Linked DNA regions of Mus musculus: regions 1 and 3 are each linked to region 2. A link is a contact called in public HiChIP or PLAC-seq data. All regions are on one chromosome and are shown on one strand. Each heading gives the region's core, a stretch centred on a gene start, on an enhancer-like site or on the middle of the called end of the contact. The rest is flanking DNA. Distances are from core to core; before and after follow the strand shown. Region 1 overlaps Dip2c (disco interacting protein 2 homolog C). Region 2 holds the start of Zmynd11 (zinc finger, MYND domain containing 11). Region 3 overlaps Dip2c (disco interacting protein 2 homolog C).

Region 1 (3,201 bases), core at 449-2,948, 340 kb after region 2:
TAAAATGCAAGAGAGGGGTAAGATCCTTTCTTCCCCTTGGAAGTCCTGAAGATCTGTCCAATACCAGGGATCTTAGTGCTCAGGACAGACTCCTCTCACTGTAGGCTCAAGAATAAGTCATCCTATTACCAGATATTGAGTAAGGAATCTTTCACCAAAACAAACAAAACCTTTACTGCAACAAGAGAGGACAAAGCAGGAGGCCAGAGGAAACATGGTGATGTTATTCCCCACAGGACCCACAGGAGATGCAGCCAAGGAAGAAAACACTAGTGATTAATAAAAAGCCTTCTGGAATATAGCAGCAACTCCCCAATGTTCTGTGTCAGAGCTGATCTTCTAAGAAGAGCTTTCTCACTTGTAACTGGACCTAGACATCTCCTACTCCTCTTCAACCGAGAGGACATGAGCCCTTTTGTAGGATCTTAAGAAACTGCCCAACACCATCAGATGCTCACAAATTACAACTGATACCCCTGTACTTGGAGTCTTTCACCTGGACAACAGAAAACCATCTGACAGCTCACTTACCACATACGCATCATGGTCTGTATTATACACTATGCTTTATTTGCAAGAATCTCACAAAGATTGTATACAAATACCCCTATGATTAAATTATCTCTACTTTCTTGTGGAAAAAAAATTCCTCCATGGTAAAGCAAAAACATTGAATTTATTGGATTGCCTTTTCACAGTGAAAAGACACCACTTTTACTCCCTGAATTGATTATGGATTTTTGTCATTTTATAGGGTTTTCCCAAAATACAATACTTTACAACTTAGCCACTAGCTACAATCTTTTCTACTGTGGTCCATACTGTGCTGTGTGGATAGCACTATGCTTGCTCATCTTTCATAATTCTTTATCTTCTTCCAATTTTCAGCAACAGTTAACATCTATGCATGCTATTAGGAAGTTCCCAGAAATACTAAATGTTCATATTTACCTTTTTAGTCAACATGGTTTTAGTGTTTTACTTTTGGATTTTGGTTCTCTTATAGTATTCCTAAATGTATGTCGATATTATATTAAATATTCCAATAACCTCTGCTTCCAAACGCTGAGGCCCAGCTGGGACAGTCTTTTCATAGTTAATATAGCAAGCAGAAATTAAGTGACATATCTTTACAGCATTAAGAGTAAACTCCTGCCGGATTTGATCTTTTATCCCAGTACATAGAATTTTTTTTTCTCATAGTATATAGTGGGACCATCCTAAACAATTCAATAAATCTTCAAAATATCTCAAGAGGCAGGTAACTAGAAGCTACGAATGCTGAAAACAGACCATCACAGTACCTAAAGGTTGGAGTTGCACCCAGGAAACCAAGCTGGGGCACATAGTCACATGGTCTTCTCTCAGTCAATACCCTTCAGTGGAATTCTCACAAGACAGAAAACTGATTTCAACTCCTGTGGGATTTTATAGGAAAACTTTCAATTAAAGTGCCTTGCACAAACTTTGTCTAAAGGAGGACTAATTGAACAAAGCATCAATAACCAGTCTTAATACCAAATGGCTTAAGAAGTCACCATTGGTCTAGCTTTTTATGACTGTGGAAAGAAATGATCTTTCTCTCCAGGATGTGAGATGCTGCCAGGAAAGACTGAGTTTTTCTGTGCTGATTCAGAGAACAACTCAGGAAGTTCCAGGAAGCCAGCCTTTAAGTTACACATAAAGCAGAACCCAAGAGACGGAGGACCAGGCCTTAAGCTGCATTACTCTTACAGTCCATCTCAGTTCTGCAGGTGTCATATTCTATTCTGGCAAGAGAGTCAAGATAGTAGCCTGGGGGAGGCTCATTTAGACCTGACAGTAGGGGTACAAAGTCAGGCCTAACAACCTGCATATGACTATACAGACTGAGGCTTTCCTTTACAGTATGCAGAGTAAGGAAGCTCTTAACTGATTCTAGTTTTAAAATTGCCACTTCACATAACTTTTCAAGTTGAGTTGTCATTATGAAAGTATCCCTGTCATTTTTTTCAGTTATGCTTTTAAGACTTATACAGTACTGTTGCAAGAGTCCACATACATAAATGACCCCCATTATAAGACTTAAGAAAATCCCTTGATCATCCATCTCAACTAATCCAGCTATTATCTTAAGAGCTCATCCTTTTATTTTCATTGTGACATTCATCCCCTGCACCACTGCTACACACAGTATAAGGCCCTGTCTTGAAATATGATCCACAGGAAGCTACATAAGGAAATAACAGGAGATTGGAGAAATAAATGCCTCATACCCAGTGTAACTCATAGCATGCACATAACATACAGACTCTAGGAGATCCCTCAAGATCTATCAACAGGGCAGTTAAGAAGAATCTGTGTTCATTGGGGAAAATATAAGCAGCTTCTTTTCTTAAAAACCCAAGGAAATCTAGAGAGTGATTTCCTGGACTGAGAGACTTTGAGCAGAATATGGAATCCAGGACCCTTCACCAGCACTACTCATGTCTCATCTGGCAGGACGATAAAATAGATGCAAGCTGATGTGATTGAGTGAACAGCTTCTCTTCCTTTAGACAGCATTCCACAAGAGCAGAAAAGAATAAACTTTGCTAGGTGCCTCCTGGGGATGCTATATACCTGCCAAGATCCCTGAATGTTATTTGTCACCCCAGCTATTTCCTGCAATCTTTTAGGAATACAATGGATAACAAAAGGTCAAATTCTATTGGAAATATCACTCAGAAGAGAGAGTAAAAACAACCACATTCCAGTTCCTATTCTGACCCATTCTCCATCTTTTCCCCCTGAATCAGAAATCTGCCAAACGAAGTCCAGCATCACATGCTACCTCACGAGCTCACCAAACTTGGCAGGACATGCACTGCCACCTAACAATCAAGCAACACTTCCCAGCCTCGCTCAAGGAGCTGACCATGGCACTTAGTGCTGGCTTATGAAAGATAAGGAAGACATGGCTCCTGGCACTTCTTGGTATGGTCTGAGTTTTCCTCATACTTCGGGAAAGAGAAAAGAATGTGGGAAGAAGTGACATTCAGTATAGAACAAAACTAAAACATGGCAATAATCAGGAAGTTAGTAACAAATCTCTATTCTGACGAGGCCACTCCTAGGTAGGATTGCAGTGACCCACCATTGAACATAATCCCAGATAAAGTGATACCCTGCAAGGCTAAAATAATAAGTGAAAACTGTAAGACAGCTGTGCTCAGCTTGGTA
Region 2 (2,997 bases), core at 134-2,633:
CTCAACCTTTTGCCTTCTTTCACAACCCAGTACATAAATCCAGAGTATGTCACAGGTTGCACAGAAACAACTACATTACTTTGGTCTTCCAAACCTCCGTCCAACCTCCAGCCACTGGCCTTCTGACCCACCCTCATATACTCACCCAGTTGACAGACAAATGCAGTTAATAAAGCTGTTGGGCTGGGAAACTATAGCAAAGAAATAGGAAATCTTATAGATAGGCTATCTAAGAGAGTTATATGTAAAAATAGAAGCTATTTCTATTCTGTATAACTGGGGGGAGTCACTTTGTTTTCCTAAACTGTATTTCTCTCTCCCTCTCTCCCTCCCCCCTTCTCTCTCTCTCTCTCTCTCTCTCTCTGTGAGTGTGTGTGTCCCTCCCTCTTTCCCTCCCCCCCACACAGAAAAATTTTCATACTTGAGTAGCTTCTGCAAACTACATAGAAATATAGAAGTAGGCATTCCTCTACAGCTGAAAGAAGACCTTTTTTTAAAAAAGAGGTGATTCACTTAAAGAAGTGATTTCCAGTCCAGCAGTCCAATCCAATACGGCATGATTTCCCCTGGCATCCTTTAGTCCACCCATCTAGTTTAAGGGCGACTTCTGAAATAAACTGGTTCTTTCATTCCATCACACAGGTGGGTCCTGGGGCTTGAACTCAGACTTTCAGGCTTGGTGGTGAGTGGCTTTATTTGCTGAGCAATCTTGCTGTCCAGCCATGCCATATTTTATTATTTAAATGAATTATAAATACTTCATGATCTTAGAAGTGGGGGCGGGGGGAAGCCAGAAACAAACATCAAAAGAGCAAACACTTCTCTCTGCGATGCTGGTATCAGTGGCAGAACTGTTAACAGTTTGAAAGACCGTTTGACTGGTGTACTTCAAAAAGCCAACTCAATGCTACTCTAAGTAAGTTCTAACTTAGAGATCAGCACTGTAAACAGATGGATAATTTGTATAAGAACCCTAGATTTCTAGGGGCGTCGCCAGTGATTTTTCAGGTACATCTATCCAATGAGAATAGGGACAGGCAATCTTAGCTAATGGGTTTCCCCTTTTAAACTCCTAGCAGGCAAAGGTTGTTAGGACAACGTATGACATCTGTATATGCTTTGACTTTTCCCCCAAGACTTTTAAAGCCATATAGCTTAAGGGCTCTCCTCTGATTAGATCTAGAATTGCTCACTAGAAAAGATAACCTACTCCTCACAGCAATTTGTAATGTTCTAACCAGAGTGATAATGGGTGGTCCATTCTTTCTAAACGTCCCACTTGTGCATATTTGAGACGGGGAACTCGGGTGTCTTTGCAACTTTTTTTTTTTTTTTGAGCACAGGATTGGAAAGCGAGGGATACCGTCTTACCCACTCGGGTCAGTAGTACACGGGCGAGTGCTTGTCCAACACGGAGCCATTAGGAGCCAAGCAAAGTGCCGAGCGGGTCCACACCGCAAGCTGCAACGCAGCCCACCGGGCTTGGCCGGATCCTAACAATGCTACCCTCGTGTCTCGGTGCTCGCCTCCAGCGCGCCTGCACGTACGTAGCTCGCACGTGTGTGTTGACATGGAGTTCGTGTGTGGACCCCCTTAGAATATGCTGAAACCGATTTCTCAGCGAGGCGCCGGAGACAGGTCGAGGGAAGGTAGGAGCGGGTGCGGCGGGCTCCCCCGGCCTCGGGGCGGGGAGACAGCGCGGGCCGCGCAAGTCCCGCGCCGGCCGCTAGAGCCCCCCGTGCGCAGCTCGGCCCAGGCCCCGCGCTCGCCCGGCCCGGCCCCGCGCTCGCCCGGCCCGGCCCCGCGCGGGGAAACACTCAAGCGCACACAATGAACTCCGAGGAGGCCGCGAGCCGGGCCGGCCGCCGCGCCCGCACCGTGTGAACCGCCTCTTGGTTGGGGGATGCCAACTTTGCCCCCCAGGCGTCCTCTGCAGCCCCGCAGGCCCCGCGCCGCCGTCGGGCTGAGGAGACGCGGTGAGTGAGCGAGCGAACGAACGAGCGAGCGAGAGCGCGCGGCGGGCCAGGCCTCCAGCCGGCGCGCGACGCCCCGGCCGCCTCGCCCGGTTTCGCCCCGGCGCGCGCCGAGGCATTTTTTTTTTTTTTTTTCTGTGGTGGAAGCCGCCGCCAACATGGCGCCCCTCGAGCCCCGAGCCCTCCGCGCTGAGCCAGCGGGGGGAGCCGGGGAGGAGGGAGGAGATGGCGGGGAGGAGGAGGCGGCGGCCTGCGTCCCCCCCGCCCCCCGCGCCCGTCGCCGGCTGAGGCCCGAGAGGCGCCGGGCGGCGGGAAGGAGGCGGCTCCGGAGGGAGGGCCGGGCGCGGCGGCGGCAGCGGCGGCGGCGACGGAGCGCAGCATAATGGTGGGGAAAGCTCGGCGGCGGCGGGGCGGCTGGGCGGCGGGGAGGGCGGAGGCATCCGCGGCGGCGGCAGCGCGGCCTGAGCTGTGGTGGCTGCCGGGGCCCCGGGCTCCCGGGCGGGCGGGCGGCGGCTGCCGGTGGCGTCAGGCACGGCCCCAGGCCGGTGAGGCCTGAGGGGTGGGCGCGTTTCCTCTGTCCAGCACCTTGTACCTCCGGCTGACGTGAGGAGCAGGCCCGCGGGAAGGCCGCGGAGAGCCGCGCGCGGCCTGCTGGCTCCGGGAAGCCGCGGAGTCTTGTGAGCTCCTCCCGCCCGGTCCCCGCGCCTCCCGCTTGGCCAGGCCCTGGGGCCTTTGCGCGGAGCGTGTAGCGAGCGGGCGGACGGGGAGCGATGAAAGCGAACGCCCCTGAGACCCGAGACCGGTGTCCGTCGCTCTCCCGGGGCTGCAGGCGAGCGGGTAGCGAGGCCTCAGCTGCCTCAACAGGTCCTTCTGGCCGTCCTGGGGGGATCGGCCGTCTTGTGCCCACGCAGAGCTGCGGAGAGAAGCCGATGGGGACGCTGCCTGTGGGGTTGTGGCCTGAACTTTCGCTTGCACTGTCTCCCCTCATGCCTTTTCCCTGGGCCGAGCCGAGGGGGCTTTTGCG
Region 3 (3,230 bases), core at 709-3,208, 460 kb after region 2:
CCAAGATACAACAGAAGAGCCACAATGCCTGTCCACCAGGGTCTCAAATTGTACCTCAAGATCTAACAGTGAACAAAGCACTCTAGTGACAATTAAAAGCAAATAACTTTTAAAACAAAAACAAACCAAACTCAGGGGCACAGTCCTGGGATCTTAACACTTACAAGACAGGGATAGGATAATCATGAGTTCAAAGTCACCTTCCATATCACAAGGAATTTTAAAACAATCTGGGCTGTGTTTAAAAAGGGGGGAGGGGGTAGGAGGCTAAAGCCATAGCCCAGTTGGTAGAGTACCTGCCTAACATCCACAAAGCTTTAGGTTTGAACTCAGCACTATATGAACTGGGTATGGTGGCTTCCACCTGTACTATCAGAACTCAAGAAGCAGAGGCAGAAGATCAGAGGTTCAAAGTAAATTGCAGGCAACAACTACACTTGTCTCAAAACTAAGCAAATAAATAAATATCAAAGATATTCTGCGATCTGACATGTATCCAACAGAAATCTTCAGGAGTGAGCCTTTCTAGGTCAAGCAGGGCCTCAGCAGGTAAAGTATGTGAAGTCATCAGCCCTCTGGCACCAGCAGCAATAGATTGCTCTTGTTGTTGTTGTTTTTGTTGCTGCTGCTGCTGCTGCTACTACTACTTTGTCAATGTCTTATATTAACTATATCAAAAGTCTTATGCTTTTTTTTTTTTCTTTTGGGTTTTTGAGACAAGAGTTTCTCTGTGTAACAAGCCCTGGCTGTCCTGAACTTGCTCTGTAGACCAGGCTTGGCCTCAAACTCACAGAGATCCACCCGACTCTGCCTCCCAAGCACTGGGATTAAAGGCATGCACCTCCATACCTGGCCAACAAGTCTTTTCTTTCTTTCTTTATTATATATAAGTTCACTGTAGCTGTCTTCAGGCACACCAGAAGAGGGCACCAGATCTCATTACAAATGGTTGTGAGCCACCATGTAGTTGCTGGGATTTGAACTCTGGAAGAGCAGTCAGTGCTCTTAACCGCTAAGCCATCTCTCCAGCCCCACAAGTCTTATTCTTAATCTTGTTAGTTTAATCATTTCCCAGAAACTAAAGCAAGCACTTTAAATCTCTCATTAAAATGCCTTGGCTCAGACACATTAAAAGAATATATTTCTTTGGGTAAGAAAAAAAGTCTTCTACCAGACTGAGAAATAGAGGAACCACAAAGTGTGGTCTAGCCTCTTAACCCTCAATAATTTATAACCTCATAGTAAGGCAGACAGCCCAAAGAAAATAACGAATTTTTCTTTAAGTTTAGTTGTTGAGCTTGTAAAACCATTCTCTTTAAAAGAATGAAATAAGGGGCTGGTGAGATGGCTCAGTGGGTAAGAGCACCCGACTGCTCTTCCGAAGGTCCGGAGTTCAAATCCCAGCAACCACATAGTGGCTCACAACCATCTGTAACAAGATCTGACACCCTCTTCTGGAGTGTCTGAAGACAGCTACAGTATACTTACATATAATAAATAAATAAATCTTTAAAAAAAAAAAGAATGAAATAAATAGCTCATCAAAATGGCTCCAATCCTCTTATCTGAGGGATGCCCTCTGCTAATTACATTTAGATTAACAGATGCCCTCCAAATTATCTTTTCAGAAGAAAATGCTCCTACAGAAAGAGGCAGGTCTAGAGCAACATCGCAGGCACCTTTCCCAAAGAACATTCTACTCCACTTTCCCAAAAACCCACTCCACTCCTTGGGAGGCTACAACTAAGTACAATTGGAAGACACCCCTCAAACCCAGCGTGGTGGCACACGCCTTTCATCCCAGCACTCCGGAGGCAGAGGCAGGCGGATTTAAAGAAAGAAAGAAAAAAAGGAAAAAAAAAAGAATATGCTAATTGAGTGGTTTGAATAAGAATGGCCCCCAGAATCTCATACATTTGAATGTTTGGTCCTCAGGGAGGGAATAAGGACAAATCAGGAGGTGTGGCCTTGTTGGTGAAAGTGTGTTATGTGTGGGGGTTTGGGGGTTTCAAAAGCCCAAATCAGACCCAGTACGTCTCTCTTCTTGTTTCCTGTGGATCTGGATGTAGAACTCTCTGCTATTTCTCCAACACCTGTCTGCTTGCTTGCTGCCTTGCCTTTCACCATGATGACAATGGACCAAACCTCTGAACCTATAAGCAAGCCTCAATTAAAAGTTTTTCTTTATAAGAGTTACTGAGGTCACGGTGTCTCTCACAGCAATAGAACAGTAACTAAGACACTAATCAAAGACTGAAGGCAGCAAGAGAATTCCGGAAGAATCCTGTAATCCTCTGCCACATTTCTCCTTAGCACAGCTACTACACAGGATATTTCCCAGCTGGGCTTTCATCCTTCATGTCTGCTGGCCAAATCTTGGGCTACTCATTCCCGATAATGAATTTAGAAATTTCTGAAACAATCACCCAATGAAAAAAGGAAAATAAGAAACTTTAGGAATGCTTTCCCCCAGACACATGGAGTCACTTACAATTCAAAATACTCAAAGGTTTGGCTTTCCAAAGATGAGGGTGTTTTCCACTCCTGTTCAAATACAACCTCAAATAATGAAGAGGCTCTGATTTTACAGGATGCTTGGCATTCATCATATACTTTTTCTCCAACAAAAGGGAGAGAGAGAGAATGCAGAGAAATCATAAGAATATTGCCTATAGGTATAATCCATTGAGGGTGTGACAGGTAACAAACATGTTCAACTATTTACATAAGAGACAATACTAAATTTTACAAAAAGACGCACAGGCTGCTACAGAAAATACTACCAAAGAGGGCCCACCAGATCATGCCAACAAGTAAAGGCCTTTAAAGAAAAAAAGCAAAAAAATAAAAAAAAATAATAAAAGGCCAGCTACCTTGCCCTCTTATATTTATGCCCTGATTCTCAGAATAAATCAAAGAAAGATCAAGGGCAGAGATACTATAATACACAGTCTAATATTAGAATTCCAATTCTATTGACACTATACTATCCTATACTATACCACAGATGTTCCTTGGTGTATACAGTATGTCAATTTACAAGTTTTGGGCTTCTCAACAGCACAAAAGCAATACACAGCCAGTAGAAACTATACTTTGAATTACAAATTTTGATCTTTCCACAAGCTAGTGAGATGTAGTGTAATATGATGGGAAGTGGCCACAGGCTCAGTTCTCCATCCAGCTACACAATGAACAGGATAGACAATGTACTACACTGACCATAGAAC

What was found. HiChIP or PLAC-seq counts read pairs in DNA pulled down with a chosen protein or histone mark.
Region 1: a contact with region 2 is called in an H3K4me3 HiChIP or PLAC-seq map of the 230-238 cell line, with 11 read pairs. The contact joins the enhancer-like site here to the promoter of Zmynd11 in region 2. A contact is called at or near these places in 2 of 484 Hi-C or Micro-C datasets (Th1 cells and pro-B cells), 3 of 115 datasets of contacts at active chromatin or transcription factors (the 230-238 cell line and large pre-B cells) and 1 of 9 other capture datasets (liver).
Region 3: an H3K27ac HiChIP or PLAC-seq map of embryonic stem cells shows a contact between it and region 2, with 6 read pairs. The contact joins the enhancer-like site here to the promoter of Zmynd11 in region 2. A contact is called at or near these places in 1 of 39 promoter capture datasets (embryonic stem cells), 6 of 115 datasets of contacts at active chromatin or transcription factors (the NIH/3T3 cell line, bone marrow-derived macrophages, craniofacial prominence and 2 more) and 1 of 9 other capture datasets (adipose tissue).

What each region holds. Positions count from the first base shown.
Region 1 is chr13:9,426,633-9,429,833 of GRCm38.p6, reverse strand. The region is part of intron 1 of Dip2c (disco interacting protein 2 homolog C); the gene reads right to left. Among named protein-coding and RNA genes, the nearest start is that of Dip2c, 150 kb to the right of the region's middle. Within about 2 kb of position 1,698, at least 42 of the 459 cell types and tissues checked have an H3K27ac peak or open chromatin away from gene starts, as enhancers often do. A contact at or near this core is called in the 230-238 cell line, where this site is marked.
Region 2 is chr13:9,763,707-9,766,703 of GRCm38.p6, reverse strand. Zmynd11 (zinc finger, MYND domain containing 11) reads left to right here and starts at 1,383. Exons shown (of 15, transcript NM_001199141.2): 1 at 1,383-1,649.
Region 3 is chr13:9,307,684-9,310,913 of GRCm38.p6, reverse strand. All of the region lies in intron 1 of Dip2c (disco interacting protein 2 homolog C), which reads right to left. Among named protein-coding and RNA genes, the nearest start is that of Dip2c, 33 kb to the right of the region's middle. Within about 2 kb of position 1,958, at least 7 of the 459 cell types and tissues checked have an H3K27ac peak or open chromatin away from gene starts, as enhancers often do. A contact at or near this core is called in embryonic stem cells, where this site is marked.